Regions from separate parts of the Mus musculus genome. Here region 1 is linked to region 2. Evidence: chromatin contacts called from public HiChIP or PLAC-seq data. All regions are on one chromosome and are shown on one strand. Each heading gives the region's core, a stretch centred on a gene start, on an enhancer-like site or on the middle of the called end of the contact. The rest is flanking DNA. Distances are from core to core; before and after follow the strand shown.

The links. HiChIP or PLAC-seq counts read pairs in DNA pulled down with a chosen protein or histone mark.
Region 1: a contact with region 2 is called in an HNF4G HiChIP or PLAC-seq map of pancreatic cancer cells. The contact joins the promoter of Ptgs2 here to the enhancer-like site in region 2. A contact is called at or near these places in 6 of 39 promoter capture datasets (the 3T3-L1 cell line, the C10 cell line, the HPC-7 cell line and 3 more), 3 of 484 Hi-C or Micro-C datasets (bone marrow-derived macrophages, embryonic fibroblasts and uterus), 5 of 115 datasets of contacts at active chromatin or transcription factors (the NIH/3T3 cell line, embryonic fibroblasts, fibro-adipogenic progenitors and 2 more) and 3 of 9 other capture datasets (adipose tissue, liver and pancreatic islet).

Annotation. Positions count from the first base shown.
Region 1 is chr1:150,096,467-150,103,112 of GRCm38.p6, reverse strand. Ptgs2 (prostaglandin-endoperoxide synthase 2) reads right to left here and starts at 3,082. Exons shown (of 10, transcript NM_011198.4): 1 at 2,838-3,082; 2 at 2,023-2,139; 3 at 1,757-1,900; 4 at 979-1,122; 5 at 336-517. The coding sequence starts at 2,889. Ptgs2os (prostaglandin-endoperoxide synthase 2, opposite strand) reads left to right here and starts at 3,239. Exons shown (of 5, transcript NR_015466.3): 1 at 3,239-3,685.
Region 2 is chr1:149,909,347-149,916,134 of GRCm38.p6, reverse strand. The region is part of intron 3 of Pla2g4a (phospholipase A2, group IVA (cytosolic, calcium-dependent)); the gene reads left to right. Among named protein-coding and RNA genes, the nearest start is that of Pla2g4a, 49 kb to the left of the region's middle. Within about 2 kb of position 2,959, at least 18 of the 459 cell types and tissues checked have an H3K27ac peak or open chromatin away from gene starts, as enhancers often do. A contact at or near this core is called in adipose tissue, pancreatic cancer cells and uterus, where this site is marked.

The sequences.
Region 1 (6,646 bases), core at 1,833-4,332, 190 kb before region 2:
GCCTCAATAGCAGAGACCAGTGCCTGGCAAGCACAAACTTCTAAGGTTCACTTCCCAATGCCACCGATGACTAATAATTTATTTATTTATTTACAGAAGATAGACCCTTTTCATGGACCAAACTTTTAAACTAAAAATGTAAGGAAAATTACATTAAAATATGTCTCTGTGTGTCAGTTCATTTTTACTAAATCAGAAAATGAAAATGGAACACCTATTATGGTTTTAGTAGTCATGACATTTGGATTAAAAAAAAATGGGTGTGATTTGTTTGGCATGGTAAGATGTCAGCATTCCCTAAGGATTTGCTATAAATCTGAGTTAAGCCCACTTACTCCATGGCCCAGTCCTCGGGTGAACCCAGGTCCTCGCTTATGATCTGTCTTGAAAAACTGATGGGTGAAGTGCTGGGCAAAGAATGCAAACATCATATTTGAGCCTTGGGGGTCAGGGATGAACTCTCTCCGTAGAAGAACCTTTTCCAGCACTTCTTTTGAATCAGGAAGCTCCTTATTTCCTGGAACATGTAAATTCTAAAGTAAGTATCTATCCATTCACCTATTTGTTCAAGCAAACAGATGACTGTATAATACATGACAGCATCCATCACTTAGAAGCACCGTCTCAAAGAAGATCACAACATCAATACGACTGTTGTGTTTTGAGGCACAGTGTCAGGCTTGTACCCCAGGCTGGGCTAAGGTTTTAAATTCAAGTGTTAAGATATAAAGCAGGGGGTGTTATTGAATTTTTTATGAATTGTAACTAACATCAGTTCTATTTAGCAAAACATACTAAGGCTAAGACATTACATCAATGCAGATTTACTTTCCCATACTACATCTGTACTTTTAATAAACCTCTGTGGATAACCATACTAAAGACAAAACTATTTACAGTTTTACATAATGGACACCTTTTCTAGGTACACACCCAAGCCTCACTGCAGTTGCTATGTCTGTATTTCTTTACACTCACCCTTCACACCCATGGGAGTTGGGCAGTCATCTGCTACGGGAGGAAGGGCCCTGGTGTAGTAGGAGAGGTTGGAGAAGGCTTCCCAGCTTTTGTAACCATAGTGCACATTGTAAGTAGGTGGACTGTCAATCAAATATGATCTGGCTGAAATTTTAAAGAAAAAAAAATCATTGGTCCTCATATGAAAAACAACAACAACAACAAGGGCATATCAATTATCATTGTACAATGTAGCAAGTACAGAGACTAGATTTCCTTCAGACAAAGATACCCTGCTGTACAATGGCTGAACTTTAAAGAGCACTGAAAATGCATCTTCAATAAAGCTTAAATTTTACACAGGACATTCTGCTCCAGTAGTCTTGACTTTTCAGTTTCTACCCACTCCCTGTTCCATAGCTGATGACAGAGACATTTGGGCATGGCCCTCACCAATAACTACAGACAGCTATTTTTCTCTTCTGACCCAAACCCTAGTCAACCATTTGTTTCAAAGGTTCAGAACAATTCTATGTGTTCCGAACAATTCTGTGAGCCATGGGTATTTATTCAATGAACAAGTGAACCACACTTCCTCCACACGAATGAAGGACAGGGGTCAAAACTAGAATAGAGACTACAGGTTTTCATGACTGTATTTTAGACATTTCAGGGGAAAAACAGATTAGAAAAGGTATACTTCAAGCCCTTTGAAAAGGTCAGGATAGTTCTTGGGGTTGGGTTTCTAGTGCCTAGTTGTGTTGGAGGATGCTGGAAAACAAGGGAGGGTTGTACTTACATGTCAGCACATATTTCATGATTAAACTTCGCAGGAAGGGGATGTTGTTCACAATGTTCCAGACTCCCTTGAAGTGGGTCAGGATGTAGTGCACTGTGTTTGGGGTGGGCTTCAGCAGTAATTTGATTCTTGTCAGAAATTCAGCTGGAGAGAGACAAAGCAGGAGGAAGAATGAGCAGGCCCCTCCCCCATAGGACACAAATCTACAGAATGATGGTTACACATGTGGCCACATTCCAAAGGAAGATACCCCAGGAAAAACTTACGTGTAGTACAGTTTTCACCATAGAATCCAGTCCGGGTACAGTCACACTTATACTGGTCAAATCCTGTGCTCATACATTCCCCACGGTTTTGACATGGATTGGAACAGCAAGGATTTGCTACATTAAAAAAATAAGATATCCTGTCAGTTACTCTTGGTTGTTCTCATCTTAACTTAAGGATTTAATTCTGTCACTATGGGTCAACTTTACAATGATAAGTTTGACAAATACATAGGTAGACCCAGATTTAAAAAGGTCATTATTTTAATTAAGTCTGTCTTATCAACTGTTTATGGAAATAGCAAGCAACTTTGTATTCTTAAGCAAGAAACACAGAGGACCTAACTTCATAGTTCACATTACCAACATTTTTAAAATAACTCGGACACACAGACTAGAATTATTAAGCATCCCTTTAAATATTAAAATGGATCGACCTAGTGCAATAGTCAAAATTTAGTGTAAAGAAAATAAAATTAAAACAGTCAAGTTTTAGCATTTTAAATATATTTTTAAAAATGTATTCTGGATTTTTCTGTGGATAGAAAAACTCTAACAGGTATTCAAAGCAGCCACTCTTGTTCAGTTGCCCACATCTATGCTTTTCACAAGTATTGATCAGATTGTCTTACCATAATGACAACCTGTAAGCCATTAAGACTATTGGTTTTTAGCAAATAAGAAACCTGAAAGTGGGTTGCAGTTCCTCAGGACTTAAGCAGTCCAGGCTCTTTGCCAATACACAGCCAGGCCCACACTGCTAGAAAGGGGGTCTGAGCCTGAGGAGTCCCAGGGCGCCTCGGGGCGCAACTCACCTGCCTGGCTGAGCCCCAGGGCAGCGCAGAGCAGCACAGCTCGGAAGAGCATCGCAGAGGTGGCAGCGGAGGTGGCAGTAGTGGTGGCGGTGGAGCTGGCAGGATGCAGTGCTGAGTTCCTTCGTGAGCAGAGTCCTGACTGACTCCTGAAGCTCTTAGCTCGCAGTTTGACAACTGGCTGCTAATGGGGAGAACCTTGCTTTTAAGTCTGTAAAGCGGACTCCACGTGACGTAGTGGTGACTCTGTCTTTCCGCTTAGGCTTTCCCCAACCCCCACCAACTTTTCCCCCTCTCTGCTTCAGTGAGTTGCGCAAGAACCGCAGCGGCAGGCTTTTACCCACGCAAATGAGAGACGAAGGAAGCCGGGAAGCTGCCCTTGGCTGCCCCAGGTGGTGCCAAGAGAGCTGCACCGCCCTCTCCATCCCTCCAGGCGCCCTGTGGTTCGCTGAGTCTGCGCCTAGTCTGGCGCTCTTTGGGGTCTCCGGTTTCCTCCCAGTCGCGCATCCAGTGGGGGCCTAAAAGCTCAAGAGTGTCACAGCTTCCCCTCCCGGGATCTAAGGTCCTAACTAAGGGAATCCCCTCACCTCTCCCCACTGGGGCGCAGTCTGACGTGCTCGCTGCTCAGAGCACGCACACAGCTACCGGTTAATTTAATTTCTTCTATTTTTAATGAAATGAGTGTCCTCTGTCAGGGTCCACATCTGTACTGGTGGAATTAGGTTGAAGTCTTTCATGGAACTACCCTCCGGGTTCTGCAGTCACAGGAGCCCCTGGCACTCGCCTTTCCCAGGGACAGATGCTGAGCTCCACTTCATCGGAATGCTAAGTGTCCACAGCATTGCTTTAAGGTATTTTCCCCCTGCTGTTACATAGCTTTTATCATTTTGATCAGCAACTCTTTTCACGGGATGTATCACTAGAAAGAATTTGTTTTCAAATGTACCTTTTAAAAACTTTTTCTGTCCATGTTTACAAGAAAGTATGTTATGGCAACGGATCAAAAGGTAATAGTTATTTTTCCATAACTAGCCTTATTCTCCCTAACCTTAAAAAAAAATTCACTTCATTCAGAAACAGTGTTTGATAAAAAATTATTTGCCTAGAGAGGTGATGTTTTTGATAGTGTTGGATATCTTCCTACTGTGTTTGTGTTGGCCATGGAGGGGGTGTGAGGATGGAGTAGCGAAAAGGAGCAAAATAAGAAAAGGAGGAAACTAAAAAATTCAACTAAACTGTACGTTCTTGGCGTGAATGGATAAAAAAAATGACACAGAGTGTGAAATTACACTATATTCTGAGGACAGTTAAGTCAGGAAAATGGTTTGAAGCAGGCTGGGTAACACAGCAAGACCCCTGCTCAAAACAAAACAGAACAAAACAAAACAAAAATGAAAGGGGAGAATATCCACATGGGGGAATCCAATCGACCATGAGAAGCAGCACTTAGGAAACTCTAGCAAATACCTGACTCTGCGGAAGTCTCCCAGAAAGTAAGAATACTCATGGAATTTTTTTTTAACTGTTTGCTTCATGTGCAAGCTAATTTGATGCTACATGAGACACAGTGACTAAAACTCCATGTCACCCAGGGCCTTTGTTCTAGTCATGTTTAATCAGTCCAGGTATGGCACTCCCAGCCTCTTACACGGAGTCTTATGGGAAATTTCAACTGAAAGCACAGACTGTTTTCTTTTGGAGAATCCCTTTAAATAGTTCTTGTTTTCTGTTTTATTTTAAATGCGGGAAGTGCATGGTGTCAAACTAAGTTTGTTAGAGCTCCTGATACGAACTTCAGCTAGGAACTGTATAAAATTCCACATTCTTGACTGTGTACGAACATTTTCTAGTGAAATCTTCAACTGACTTTGACCAACTCCATCCTCATCTAATATTAATTGTATGCCCATTATGTAGAGAAGTATATTCTGATGTTTTAAAAGAGATTATGGCAAAGGGGGTGGTGGTGGATGGTGATGTTGGCCCTTAATCCCAGCATTGAGGGAGAAAAAGGAGTCTAAGCAGATCTCTGAGGCCTCCCTGGTCCACAGAGCACGTTTCAGGACAGCCAGCTATACACAGAAAAATCCTGTCTCACAAAAACTAAAAGAAAAAAAAAAAAAGAAAACATTACAAATTCAAAGTGAGGGGAAAAACAGGGCATAGAGAATAATCACCTTCAGACTACTTGACATTTAAAGACATTAAACATAATCATAGAAGAAATGCAAGTAAAATTATCTGTATGGTTGAGTTGGTTGATCTAATCTGTAACCTCAGATGTAAGGAGAGTTCCATATACTACGGAATGACAGGAGAACTCAGTAAGAAATTCAGACCTGGAGGACAAGAGCAGTTTTGAAAGGAAGTCCAAATAAGGACATAAGGGGAAAGTATTTTGTAATTGGCTGCTTTTGAGAAGTCTGGGATGCCAGAGCACACTGTACAGGCACAATTGGAATACTGGTTACAGGGGAATATTAACTGTCCCAAACCAAATCAAGATGGTTCAAACTGTTCTGTATGGCAAAGCACAATGGTAATGAGGCTCCTTAATAAGATGTTTATTATATAGCAAGTGTAGTGATGAACTGTGTGGAATTTTGGTGGTTCTCTGTACACTTGGGTACATATTTAAGTGTCTGTTGTAGAAAATATATTTTGTTAGTATATGAAAGAGTTTTGAGATTCTAAAAAAGGAAAATAAGGAAATGTACTAACACCTTTGAGAACATTCTGTTGAGTTTTACTGCCCTCTTCTGCTGCTTGAATTTTCAGCAACTTTTTTCTCCTAAGATGCTAGGTAGATTGTTAGGTAGATTTTCGTTCTAATTTTATAATGCACTTAGATAATTAAACATGCAGTGTTGATATTAAATGTAAAGTTCATGCATACACTGGAAATAAATGACATTTTTGTTTTTGTTTTGGGTTTGGCTTTTTATTAATTGTTATTTCTTTTTCTTTTCCTCGACACGGGTATCTCTGTGTAGTCATGGCCATCCTGGAACTCACTCCATAGATGGAGCTAGCTGGCCTCAAACTCAGATATTTGCCTGCCTCTGCCTCTGACATGCTGGGCTTGAAGACTTGTATCACCACCATCTGGCTAATAAAGGACATATTCCTTAATTCAAACAATATCCCATTCAAAGAGAAAGTTAAAAGTAAAAAGAAAGATATACTGTGGTAATAGAGGAAAGCAAGAATAGTTTTATTTGTTTTTATAGAGCATTCTTTAGAGGAAAGAAATGTAGAAGTAATAAAGAGGAGTAGTGCATTTGATAGCAGTCAGTTCTTCAAGAATAGGTACAGTGATCCTTATGGGCACTGTACAACAATGAAGCCTTCATACACATGAGGGCAGAACAATAAAACTGCAGGGGGAAAGAGATGGTGCGCCCTTCACTACTCCTCACCAGAGGTAGGCAGTTCTATGACAAAGCAGATAGCTGAGGTGAGCACAACTGTAAGTCATCTGGCCATGATTAACATCTAATGCTGTGTCATTCAAGGACAGCAATATAAAGTCTCTTCTAAGTTACATGGAACATATACCAGGACAAACCACATCCTAGTCTATAAAAGCACACCTTAATACACTTAAAATAGTAACTACACAATGTATATTCTCAGGCTATGGATGAGTAAAATTAAAATATGAATCACTGAGGGCAATAAAATGGGCATAGTAATTCATGCTTATTAACTCAATAATTTAGGATGTAGAGATAGGAGGATCAGGGCTTCATAGTCATCCTCGACTGCATAGAAAGACTGAGTCTTATTTACAAGAGACCCTCCCACAAAAA
Region 2 (6,788 bases), core at 1,710-4,209:
CCAAGGGATTCCTAGTGCTTAATGCTCCTTCCTCTTAGTTGGTGACTATATTATATTTGCCTGGTATTTCCTCTGCTTTTAACCACTGCAGCATTATAAACATTGTTTTATTTACCTCTGCAAGTAGCTTTGGTTGAGACAAGGCAAATCTTGTTAAGAATGTGTTGTCTGTGTAAAATTTAAATAAATATCATCATTTGTACAAATTGCCAGAGAATATGAGGTGCAAAATCAAGTTTACTATCAGAACATAAATGTGTTTTTGAAGATTTGTACGTATGTATATATGTATTCTTGTGTGCCTGCATGTGTGTTTGTGCTTGTGCCCTTGTGGAGGTTAGAAGAAGGTGTCAGATGTCCTCCTCTATTTATTCCACTTCTTCCTTTGCAGCAGAGGGTCTTTTAGAACTAAGAGATTGCATTTTCTTGGCTAAGCCAAAAGCCAGAAAGCCCTATTAATTGTCCTGTCTCTGCCCCTCTTAAATGTGGACTTAGAGATGTATGCAGGGGACCTGACTCCCTGCATAGTTTTGATCTCAGCTTCAGGCATCAGGAATTCACAGCAAGTATTCTTGACAGCTGAGCCATTTCTTTAGTGCCATGGAAGAGCTTTTATGGACATTCATGGTATGCCTTGATTTTACTAGCTTCTGAGAAAAGAGATACTCTAAAGCTCCACTTCCATCTTCAAGGGAGATAGATGCTCACTTAGCAGGAATCAGCAACAATTCTGAATTGGCACTTAAACAATGCAGACCAAACACCTATGACGTTCCAGAAATAATGATCGAAATGCCTCTAAAATTAGTTTTAACTACATGTTCATTTACAAAGTGATTATTAAGCATACAATATTTGCAAATGCTCAGTGAGTCTTGAATCTACTGTGTTGTATATTTTGCATTCTAGCTATCAATCATTCTTAACACACCAATGAGTGCTCGTGTGACTTTTTATGCTCACACTCAGGGAAAGCAACACTCAATTAGCACATTTCTAATTCACTTTGGGTTTGACTTTGGGTCTGTTTTGGTCAGTTTAACACAAGTTGAGGTCATATGGGAACCACTGCACAGGTGATTCCAGGTCATGTTATAAAGCAAGCCATTGTGAGCAAGTCAGGAAGCAACATTCCTCTATGGCCTCTGCTTTAGTTCCCACCTTTAGATTCCTGCCCTGCCTTCCCTTTGTGATGGACTGAAATAAGTAGGAAATGAAATGAGACCTTTCTCCCCCAAGTTGCTTTTGGTCTTGGTCTTTGACCATAGCAAGAAAAAGCAAACTTAAGACCAAGCCCCAACTCATTAAAGGTAATGAGTGTGGGTGGTCTCCCCCTTTCCCTAAGAAACTACAAGAATTCTAGGTGTTTAGAATTTCCTATAGTGCAGAAGGAAAGCCTGCAGCAAGCATTGATGATGACATCACTGGCTTCCATCTTCAGGTCCATGGTTTTATGGATCCTGGCCTTCTGCTTTTGTCAGGAAATGAAATCCCTAAGGGAAGACTTCTTCTTAGTTTGTATAACAATAAAGAGCACTTGTGAACCTCCATAGGATAATGATGTTGAGCACAGACCCATGGCTACCACACAGTGGGTGAGAGCATAGCTTTCTTTTTTTTTCCAATTTTTTATTAGGTATTTTCTTCATTTACATTTCAAATGCTATTCCGAATGCCCTCCATACCCTCCACCCCCCACCCCCCGCTCCCCTACCCACCCACTCCCACTTCTTGGCCCTGGTGCTCCCTGTACTGGGGCATATAAAGTTTGCAAGACCAAGGGGCCTCTCTTCCCAATGATGGCCAAGTAGGCCATCTTCTGATACATATGCAGCTAGAGACACGAGCTCTGGGAGTACTGGTTAGTTCATATTGTTGTTCCACCTATAGCGTTGCAGATCTTTTTAGCTCCTTGGATACTTTCTCTAGCTCCTCCATTGGGGGCCCTGTGATCCATCCAATAGCTGACTGTGAGCATCCACTGCTATGTTTTCCAGGCATCGGCATAGCCTCACAAGAGACTGCTATACCAGGGTCCTTTCAGCAAAATCTGGCTGGAGTATGCAATGGTGTCCACATTTGGAGGCTGATTATGGGATGGATTCCCGGGTGCAGCAGTCTCTAGATGATCCATCCTTTCATCTCAGTTCCAAACTTTGTCTCTGTAACTCCTTCCATGGGTGTTTTGTTCCCAATTCTAAGAACGGGTGAAGTGTTCACACTTTGGTCTTTGTTCTTCTTGAGTTTCATGTGTTTTTCTAACCCTTTGGAAAGCAAGAAAGTTAAAACTCAGGTGAATTTCAGGAAAGATTGCCATCTTTTTTACAACTGGTTTTAAAATAGTGTGTGTGTGTGTGTGTGTGTGTGTGTGTAAAATACAAACGTATGCTCATGTGTGTTAATGTTTTGCATGCATACCACAGCCCGTATGTGTAGTCATAGAGCTCCACAAGTGTCAGTCAGTTATACTTTCCACCTTGTTTGATCAGCTCTTGTTCATAGCTTCAGATCCTGGCTACCTGACATACAAGCTTCCAGGAATTCTCCTTCTTTCTGTGAGGACATTGTGACACTTAGCGGCTTGCCTGACTTTATGTGTTCTGAGGATCCATAATTACATCACCACAACTGCACAAAATGCTTTTGTTTTCAACCTACTGAGCCATCTCCCCACTCACCTTTTCCAGTCTTGTTTTTAAAGCATCAACCTAAATTCCTCCTTTAAGTCCACCTAGTTAAAGCCTCTTCAAAAGACCACAAAGTCCTAGTGATTCCCCTACACAAGCGCCCTGTTTCTAGACAACCTACACGCCCTCCCTCTGACTTTGTTTACCTTGTCTTGGAAATGTGAACATTTCAGTTAGCATTGAGTTACTTATCTGTGTGCTCGATACACTGCCTGTTGTTGTGGAACCATTTCCTGTATCCACATAAAAAATGTAAATACTCTCAAACATCTCAACTAAGAGCTTAAGGAGTACTGGGGAAATAAATCAAATTCATGAGCCTCTTTTTGCTGCCTCAGTGAGGAGAGGATTGGAAAAATAGCTTTATGTTACTCCTCCTGTCCAGATTATAAATGTCTGTGTTATTTCTGTCCACATTTTATTAGACGTTTTCTGAAGCACACAGTATAGAGATTTTTATTAGTAATTATGTACTTTAATTACAGAATTTCAAATCTTATTCTTTGGAACTGACTAACCTTGCTCTTTCCTATCTGCTGCCCTGATGTGTGTATTTGGTAATTTCTTTCTCTGGGGTCAGCCTTTAGGTTATGACTGAATATGAGTTTTTTAAGAGTTTACTAATATGTTTGGAATGTTTTTGAGTCCACCCAAAAGTTTAAAGGGCTCTAAATCTAATGAAATTATTCCCCAGCGGTCATTTCAGAGGAGATAATTTCAAGATGAGTCAAGTGTCTCCTAACATGTTTATCTCACATGTCTTCGCTCTATGTGACAACGAAGAGAACGTGTTAGGCATGGAGAAGTACCAGGTGCTAAAGTGCTAAAGTGGAATGTTTTCCTCTTCTGCTTAGAATGACACATTCTATGTGAATTTTCAAGTAACTTTAGGAGTCCATTTAGGCATTTTCCTCTGCACTTAAATTTGAAGAGTTTTGTGTGTGTGTGTGTGTGTGTGTGTGTGTGTGTGTGTGTGTGTATTAATTTAAGTCTTAGGGGTTCAGTTAACAATACCATTGTCTATTTCAATAACCTTGGCTAGGTGGGATTTCACCCAGTTTAGAGAATTTCACCCTTTATTCAATAGAGTACGAAGAAGAGGGTTACAGCAGTATAGGTGTATATAGGTGGCATCGAAGAGAAAGTTCATTTTCTGTCCCAGTAGGGATCCCTGCACCCAGCCCATGTGCTGCTTTGAAGGCTCAGCCATCATTACTCATTTTGGCCCTCATCACTCCTGTCTCATACGGGAGCATCCTTGTGTTCCTGCTTTTACTTTTATCTATACTTTGAAAGGCCCATGTTCAGTCAAGTGAGAACAAAAGCTTATTTTCCAAATCTCTCTTACAGTTGAGTTATGTTCTCAGTCTTCTTTGCATGGACTAAAAGCATTCTATTTTTTGCTGAAAAAGTTTTAAAAGGCTGTGATTAAAATGTAAAGGAATTAAATTTTTTAAAAAATGAGATTAACCTTTCTTAAGTTCCCAAAATACTTTCTTAAAATATCTGTGTTGAATAAAATAGCCCCATGACTCTAAAGTTTTAAACATTTGTATAAACATGTCTAGCATATTATTTTTAATGTTTTAAAGTTTTTTCCTGAAAATAAAAAACTGTTATGTTTTTAGAGTTGTGTAGAACTGGAATGGCTAATTAAATATTACAAAGATATAGTTGGAATATCACCTAGTATCACATCTCCATCCTTAGAAGTTATTTTTTGTTTTTACAGCTCCTTGGATATATCAAAATACTTCAAGTTTTGCTGTTGTTGTTGTTGATTTTTTTTTCTTTTGGCCAAGGTTGATCTTGAACTCTATGCTCTGGGGATGAACTTAAACATCGTATATCTTATCATTCCGTCTCTGCCTCTCAAGTGTTGGGATCACAGGCATGCACTGTCATGTCTGGCTTCAGTGACACACTTGGATACATTTTCAGATAAAATTCAAACATAAACTGTAATAGCAACATGGGAATTTTGACTTTGGAAAAGAAATATTAAGGAAACATAAACAAGGGTTCTTGTAGCAATTTTCTTTCACTAAGGTCCTTACTGATAAATGCTGAGTGTCCCTGTGTAGTCAGGGCTTGCCAAGTCCCTCGAAAAATTAAGAGAAGCATCCTATTTGTGGCAAGGAACTACACTGAATGTGGCTTTCCCACCAAAGAGGAAGCTGTGCAGAGGCCAGAGCCAGCACTCTGTGTATTGCTAGGCTCACGTGGCCACTGTTTGTCAACTGTGTGACCTGGGGGAAGCTGCTCAGCCATTTCATGTCTATTCACCATTGACTGTTACCTGAAGTGACAGTTACATCTTCTTCTCGGGTTCCTTCACAGCATAACTATTTGTTAAATAACCAGAGGGGCTGAGCGAAGTTCTCAAGACTTATACTTCATGTCTTTCTGTGACTCTGTGAAACGTGGTGGAATATTGTTGTTGTTTTGGAGACATGGTCTCATGTAGCCCAGATTGGCCTTGAACTCACTACATAGGCTAGGATGACCTTGAATTTCGGATCCTCCTGCCTTCCCCGAGTGTTGAGATTGCAGGCATGTCTGGTTTGGGGAGTACTGAGATTTAAGTGGGGATTGAGCTCAGGGCTTTGTGCATATTGGGTAAACTAAGGTCCTTAAGTGTGTGCAGCAAGGACTTAACCAACTAAGCTGTCTCCCAAGACCTAAGAGTTACAACAAAAGCATTTTTGTTCCCTTCTAAATGGTACCACAGAGACTTAAATAAAATGGTCATACAAAAGCAACAAAAGTCGAATTTTGTTGGAGATCTGCAGATAGCATGTATTTTTTTCCACTTCAGTATTTTCCACCATTCACTGGTGTTACCTTTCAGTATTTTTAGCCCTAAGGATTACAGCTCTTAGCCTTTTCTGGAGGGAGCATGAGCTGATACCTATAAACACCTACCCTGATGCATTCCTGTTCTGGTAAGGAACTATTCAGGGAGACTCAGAATTTGTTTTTCAGTATTTCTTTGAAATACAGATGAAATACAAATGCACTTGGAAGAAGTGGCTGGCACTAATTTGTTTTGAGATACAAATCAAAAACAATGGGTGCTATATTACGAGAGTTATGGCATATTACTGAGGAGTGAAATGGATATATATAGTGGGGCCCACCTGTTCCTCAGTGCCCCTCATTATTAGATAACCTTTTATGATATTCATTATATTCTTGTGATGTTTTGTATTTCATAATTTGCTGTTGGCTTTGCCATTCCACCATTCAGTACTGGATAAGAAGTAATGGATCCCTGTTAGGATTTACAGTGTAGTACAGACAGGAATTACTTAAAATTGCTTTATTTGCTGCAGCTAGGAGTGTGGCTTAGAGAGACAGAGTTAAAGCCTGTTGTTTGTTTTCTGTCCATATATACTTCTGTGCATGTGTGTGATATGTGTGCCTATGAATGTCAGTGTGTGATATAGTGTGTACTTGTACACATACTCTTGTATAGACCAGAGGATGCTGCAGAGCATCCTTCTCTATCATAGTGTGTTTTCTTTGTCTATCATAGTCTGATTTCTTTGAGGCAATGTCTCTCACTGAATATGGAGCTTGTGATTTTAGGTCAGCCTGGTAGCCTGTAAGCTCTACAGATCCTCCACTCCATCCACTCTCAGTGGAGTACAGAGATGTGGGCATGTAAGGGAACGCAGCAGGCTTTTGATGTCAGTCCTAAGAGTCAAAGTCCACCCTCATACGTGTGCAACTAGTATTGTCAACCACTGAGCTATCTGTTCAGCTGAGTTGAAGTCTGTTTCTGAAGGATCTTGTTTGACTTGGTACATGTCCACAGGTCTGTCTTTTTCTCTGTGGTGGGAGTAGTTGTGTCTAATGAGTAACTTGAATCAAGTTACTTGTCTGTAGATGCATATATAGTAAGCTTGCTGGGAAAATGAATTTTAGTTGCCAGTTTCATCCTACAGGAAAGCAGAAGAGTCAATTCTTTGCCTAGGAAAGTAAGAACTAAATTAAGAACATGACCAGAAGACCTTATTCCCTTTAGTCCCAACTCTCTTGTCTTTGAGTTCTTTTCTTGAACATTCTTAGGACAATAGCAGTGGCTGGATAACTTTC